Regions from separate parts of the Ovis aries genome. Here region 1 is linked to region 2. The links are chromatin contacts, called in public Hi-C maps. All regions are on one chromosome and are shown on one strand. The core of a region is the stretch at or near the end of the contact, and the rest is flanking DNA. Distances in the headings are between cores, read along the strand shown.

Region 1 (3,185 bases), core at 338-2,837, 130 kb after region 2:
GGACAAAGAACTCCCTGGAGCCCCCCTCTCGCCCCCTGAAGGAAGGAATGGACATTAAGAGTGATTACGTCCAGCTTCCAGCTGGTCCCAGTCTCCAGCCGGTCTCAGGAATTCCTTGCCCCGTTGTTAAAAGTTCTATGTTGCCTGTATACCTCCTCTTTTCTCAGCTTAGCGCAGCAGCTCACTCATCCGACTGCTACCCCTTCTCGCCTCATTAAAGGTGATCTGTTCCTGTAAAGTATAGGTCTCATTCTTTCTCCAAACCTCGCTTTCTCTGACTCCCTTAACCTACACTTCATGTTCCCACAGCCCCTCATAATTCTCTAGTGTTGCCCATATCATGCTGCTTGCAATGCACCTGTCTCTCTCACTAGACTGTGAGCTCCTTAAGGGCAGAAAATGTGTGGATCCTCGCTCACCTGTGAAGCAAGTGGTCTTAGCAGCTCAATGAACAAATGGAAAGGAGGCAGGAAAGAGAAGGCCCGCCATCACACGTGCCCTCCTACTTATATGTTTGTCAGTACTGGGGCTAGCTGTTCTTTTTCACCTCCTGCTTACCCGTCCCCAAGTAGGTGGGGGTCATCTTCCCCCTCACTGGGTTTGCACACTTCTCCAAGGTAACAGCCTGCAACACAATGACCTGCCTCACTTGACCCTGAACTTTTGGAGGGCAAGGAGGTCTCTGCACCCCCCAGAAAATAGCAGCAGGGCAAATGAAGCTTCTAAGTATACTGATACATTTGAATGGTAAGCTTCCAGTGAGCAAAAACCATGTCTTCACTTTCTCTGTGGTGGACTCTGAACAAATCCACTTTTAACTGTGCTCAACACGGTTTCTTGGCTCCTAAAGCTTAAACGATGTGGCCAGGTTGACAGCATTGCTGGGCCGACCAGAGGTGAAGGGACGGCGTGACTTTGCAAGTTTTATCACCTGGATATCTGTTACCGCATCTAATAAACTCTAGCGATGAGTCAGTGCTCAGGGTCTGTCATTCTCGGGAGTGGTGTCCCTAAAGCTTTGTAAACTTAATAGAAGGTCCTGGGCATCAGGAGGAACGACAAGTGGACGGACTGTGTGTGATCAGGGGTGGTGCACAGGACCGACAGATTAGAGGAGCCCCCATCGTCCACCTCAATCCCGGGGCTCTCAACCTCCCCTCCCCCGTTTCTTTTCCAGAGCTTTCCATAGTTCGGAGCCCCTCCAGTCCCCAGGGGCAAGATGGGTGGGTTTGGCTGAGCTGGCGGAGGGGAAGGACGGCTCGGATCGCACCCATTCCGTCGGACCTCCGACCTGACCTCGGCCGGTCGCCCCGTCAGAGCCTTTGTCTGGGGCCCCACCTGCAAAATGGCTCCTCTAAGGCTTTCCAAGCCTACAGCCCGTCTTCTTCCACCTCTCGAGTGCGGACTCTCCCTCCCACTCTGACCGCGTCTGCCTCACAGTCGGCGCGCAACACAACCAGCGCTATGACCCAGCCCAAGAATGCGCTCCGAGAAGCACCCTTCTGCGGGCCTCCTAGAAAGCCCGGATGTGGCAGAGATACCGCGAGAGCTGGGAAGTGGGGGCGCCGGAAGCAGCGCCGCTCTCGCGAGACAAGGCGGAGCAGAGCCGGGAGGTCCTGTGCAGTGTGGAGGTCGTTGGAGTCACTTGTCTGCTGACAGCTCCTCTGCCAGCCTGTCTGCGCCCCGCCCGCCCCAGCCATGCTTTCCGCCCTCGCCCGGCCTGCCGGCGCCGCTCTCCGCCGCAGCTTCAGCACCTCGGCCCAGGTAGGCCCTGCGAGGGGCAGCCTGCAGGTGGAGGCTCTCCGGCCTAGGCCACGTGTGTTCCTGGCTCGCGAGCAGCCTTGACCCCGGGTCAATCAGCTTGGACCGCAGGGCCGCCTGGTGCAGACCCGCAGTTGTGTCGGCTGGGTCGGCCCTGATACTGGGCGGGAGGTGCGGGGAGAAAGTCCCGGAGGCAGGGAGGCGGGAAATAGCCCAGCTCCAGTACCGGGCCGCTTCTCCGAGCCTGCCAGTTCACCCCCAGAGTCTGCTCTTGACCTGTGCTCCTTCAAGCTTGAGAAGCCAGGGCTGTAGGGCCTAAAGTAACTTACCTTCCGTGGTATTTTGAGAGACTAACCTTGTTGTTGCAGCTTCCGTACAAGCGTTGTGTAATTTTTAACTTCATAGTGCAGAGAGAACTACCCAGGGTAAAACACTGGTCCCAGGTTACACAGTCTTTTGGCCAGAGGATTAAAATTCCCCTCTGCTGGCCGCTGCAATTTTTTCTTTTTGGATCACCAAGCCTTCCCTCTAAGAACCCGAAGACTCTGCTTCCTCTTAAGGACCTTTTGAAGGCTGCTGCCTGCGGTGGACCGCCTGGGCCTGGCTTGGCCTGAAACTACTTAAGCCTAAGCTATTTTTAGCCGACTCGGGCAGCGATTCCTAAACTCTGGTGTGTATCAGAATCACCAGAATACTGATAAAGATCAAAGACAGAGGGTCAGTGAAGGAGATAGGACCCGCTGGGCCTCTGCTTTTACCAAGAGCCCCAGGTGATTCTAATACAACCCAAGTATGAGAACCCTGGAATACCCACCTCGCCTCTTAAGTACCTTGCCCTAAAAGGGAGGTGATTGTTAAATGAGGTTCTGCATTTCTTAGCCTCTGCCTTTCAGACCAGTCTCTTGTGTGTTCAGTTCATTTGGAAAATAAATATACACATAAGTGCCTTTGAATATCTGCTTGCCCAGAACTGTGTTGGGTGCTGCAGGTGATACCAGGATGAGTGAGAAGCAGCACTTATGCCAAAAGTGAGTAAACTTAGGACCCCTAGGACCAGTGGGAGTGTTGAAGAGTGACACTGAGGAGTAGGGGAAGGGAACTAACTGAGGAAAAGACCAATATTTGCTGGTATGATTTCATGAAGGGTATTGAGACAAGAAGGAACATGGAGAAAACCAAGGCTTTGGATTTTGGAGTTGAGTTGCTAAGGTAGGAAAAACTGCTTGGAAAGAGTGATGGGAGTTGGCGGTGGTATTGATATCAGGAGCTCAGGTTTGGATATATTGAGTTTAAAATTCCTACTGGACATACAGACAGAGTCGTTGAGAAGGCAGGTGTATAAGTCAGAAAGGTGAGCTTGAGCCAGATGGTGCATTGGCCTAGAGACTTTAGATCCCGTGTCATTAACAGGAAAAATGGAATGA
Region 2 (3,044 bases), core at 506-3,005:
AGTCCTGAATATTCATTGGAAGTACTGATGCTGAAGTTGAAACTCAATAAGTTGGCCACCTGATGCGAAGAACTGACTCATTGGAAGAGACCAACTGGGCAACTTTGAAGTATCAACTGGGCAAATTTGAAGGCAGGAGGAGAAGGGGACAAGAGAGGATGAGATGGTTAGATGGCATCACCGACTCGATGGGCATGAGTTTGAGTAAGCTCCGGGAGTTGCTGATGGACAGGAAAGCCTGGCATGCTGCAGTCCAAGGGGTCTCAAAGAGTCGGACATGACTGAGAAACTGAATTGAACTGAACTGACATAGAATTCGCTGAAATATGTTCCATGGCTGTATATTTATAGCCGCAAAACTACAGTTATTTTTGAGTACTAAACACAAATAATGAAAAGAATCTCAGGTTCCCTTCCTGAGGTTTATGGGAACACAGACATTGCCAGAACCATTGACAGGGGGGCAGACTAGGTCTGGGAACCAATCTGAAAGTCCAGCACAGAGAATGAAACATTTGTTCATTTCTCAGTAGTCAAATTTATATACATGTAGCAGTAGGCAGGATATTGGAGGGAAATAGTGAAAAGGGAAGAAAGTTAGCACTTAGCAAACAAGGATTCAGATCCTAGTCCTAGTTTGGAGCATCTGTAATTGAGGAAACAATAGTTCAGTTGTCTAAACAACTGGTGAAGGTGAAGGTGCTTTTCTTCTCTGGTGAAGGTGCTTTTCAGACTTTAAGGGCTAAAACAGACCTTGATTATTATTATTGTTATACTACATCCCTAATACTTCAGGTCATTGGGAAAGATCCTGATGCTGGAAAAGATGGAAGGCAAAAGGAGAAGAGGGCGGCAGGGGATGAGATGCTTAGATAACATCACTGTCTCAATGCATATGAATCTGAACAAACTCCAGGAGATAGCGAAGGACAAGGAAGCCTGGCGTGCTGCAATCCACCGGGTCGCAAAGAGTCAGTCATTGTCGGATACAATTTAGCGACTGGACAACACTTCAGGGCCTTCCGTGGAAGTCCTCCTTCCTTTCCTACCCTGTTACTTTAATCCAGGCACCAAAACCTGCCTTTCAGTTCAGTTCACTTCAGTTCAGTCGCTCAATCGTGTCCGATTCTTTGCGACCCCATGAATCGCAGCACACCAGGCCTCCCTGTCCATCACCAACTCCCGGAGTTCACTCAAGCTCATGTCCATCGAGTCGGTGATGCCATCCAGCCATCTCATCCTCTGTCGTCCCCTTCTCCTCCTGCTCCCAAACCCTTTGCCAGTAGCCAATTCCAGGCCATAGCAACGGCGGGAACCTGCGTTCTAATTGTCTTTGCCATCTAACTGCATTACCCAGACCCTAGTGTCTTCACTGGTATTAATGAAGGTAAACACAGATAATGGAGGCTGTGTGTGTGAGAGAGAGAGAGAGAGATGGGTCTGCAAACTGCAAGGCACATTATTCATTAGGTAGTTAGAGCTGAGATGACGAAATCCAAAATTCGAGCCGCCCCGCCCGGCGCTCCCCAACCGGCTCCCACACGGGACTCGTAGCGGATCCCAAGGGTGCTGCAGCCAGAGTTCACTGGCTGGACTCCCTACGGCCCACGCGCGTGGGAGGCATGCCAGCGCGAGTTACTGGATTGGGTAACGGCGCACGGGGCGGGGCCTCTGGGAGGCGGGGCTTCCGGCCACCTCCGCCGCTGTTGCCAGGGGTGACAGCCGCAGGGAGACGGAAGGAGCCGAAGACCAGCCAGAGCTGCGTAGGTAAGCGGGAGCATTGGCGGCCATGGCGGTCTCGGAGCCCGGGTACCGAAGCTGGTCCTTGCGGCCCGAGGTGCCATCCGCCACCTTCTTCACCGCGCTGCTCTCGCTGCTGGTATCCGGGCCCCGTCTGTTCCTGCTGCAGCAGCCCCTGGCGCCCTCGGGTCTCTCGCTGCGGTCCGAGGCCCTGCACAACTGGCAAGGTGAGCAGGGCGGGGCCGGGTCCCGGGTGCCAGTCCTTTTTCCTCCGACCTCGCCAGGCCCTGGGCTCCGGCCTCCCAGCACCCACGCCACCCCATCTCCGTCCGCATCATTCTCCCCACCTGGAGGACCAGCCCCATATTCCACGTCTTTGTGCAGAGCCTCATCTTGGTCATCCCTTGTAACCCTTCCCTACCCAGATTTGTTCCGGTCCTTGTCGCCATCGTACTGGTCAAGGCTCCCATATCCATTTGTAGTAATTAGGTTTCATTCCACCCTGCTTGCTCGCCGAGGAGGATTTTTCTCTGCCTTGTCGCAATCACACCTACGTCTGTTTTATTTATTTATTTTTTCCTACGTCTGTTTTAGGGCCCAGCCCCCTACTGGAAAAAAAAAATTTTTTTTTCACCTTCTCAAGACACTCGAGCTGTATCTGTGGCCACCTCTGTAAGCATCCTGGCCTCCTAGGGTTTAGAATTTCTTCTGCATCTTCGTTTTTATCTTAATCCTGACTCCGATTCCCAGCTTATAGCGGGAGCGGAGTGTCTTGTACCTTTTGGAGAGGTGTTGGTTTTCTTGGGGAGATGGAGAGATTTTGCAGACCAATTAATTATAAATATCTGCTCATAAAAGATGTTCTTAGTCTCTGTTTCTTCCCCATTCTTTTCTGGGGAGGAAAATGGGAGATTTGTATGACTTTTGTTGTTTTGCAAAGCACTTTCACAGGCATTAATCCCTTTTCATTCTCACGGTGATCCCATGACGTATTATCACTGTAGGCTTTATTGCCCATGAGCTTTATTGTTGTCCATTCTTTAGATGAAACTGAGGCTTAAAGGGAAGACTCATGGAGCTTTGAGTCATACGATTGACACAGGAACCCGTATTGTTCTTTGCATCGTGTGACGTTTTGGAACTGGAACCTTAGGCTTTCTAATCCCCAAATTATATAGAATTGCTTCTAGAATTTTCACATGTACCCTTGGGATTTCAGTGTTGGAAGTACTCAACAAGTAATGACGGTACTCTTCAGATAATGAAGCCTTACAGAGATGGCCTGACTGAGGTATATGGTTCTT

Evidence for each region. A called contact is a pair of places that touch in the nucleus more often than the background predicts.
Region 1: a Hi-C map of liver shows a contact between it and region 2, with 3 times the contacts expected there. The contact joins the promoter of MDH2 here to the promoter of RHBDD2 in region 2. A contact is called at or near these places in 13 of 16 Hi-C or Micro-C datasets (blood, hypothalamus, liver and 5 more).

What each region holds. Positions count from the first base shown.
Region 1 is chr24:34,696,533-34,699,717 of ARS-UI_Ramb_v3.0, forward strand. It overlaps MDH2 (malate dehydrogenase 2), which reads left to right and starts at 1,588. Exons shown (of 9, transcript XM_004021260.5): 1 at 1,588-1,764. The coding sequence starts at 1,699. It overlaps STYXL1 (serine/threonine/tyrosine interacting like 1), which reads right to left and starts at 2,353. Exons shown (of 7, transcript XM_060405976.1): 1 at 2,117-2,353.
Region 2 is chr24:34,564,856-34,567,899 of ARS-UI_Ramb_v3.0, forward strand. It overlaps RHBDD2 (rhomboid domain containing 2), which reads left to right and starts at 1,756. Exons shown (of 4, transcript XM_004020978.5): 1 at 1,756-1,967. The coding sequence starts at 1,790.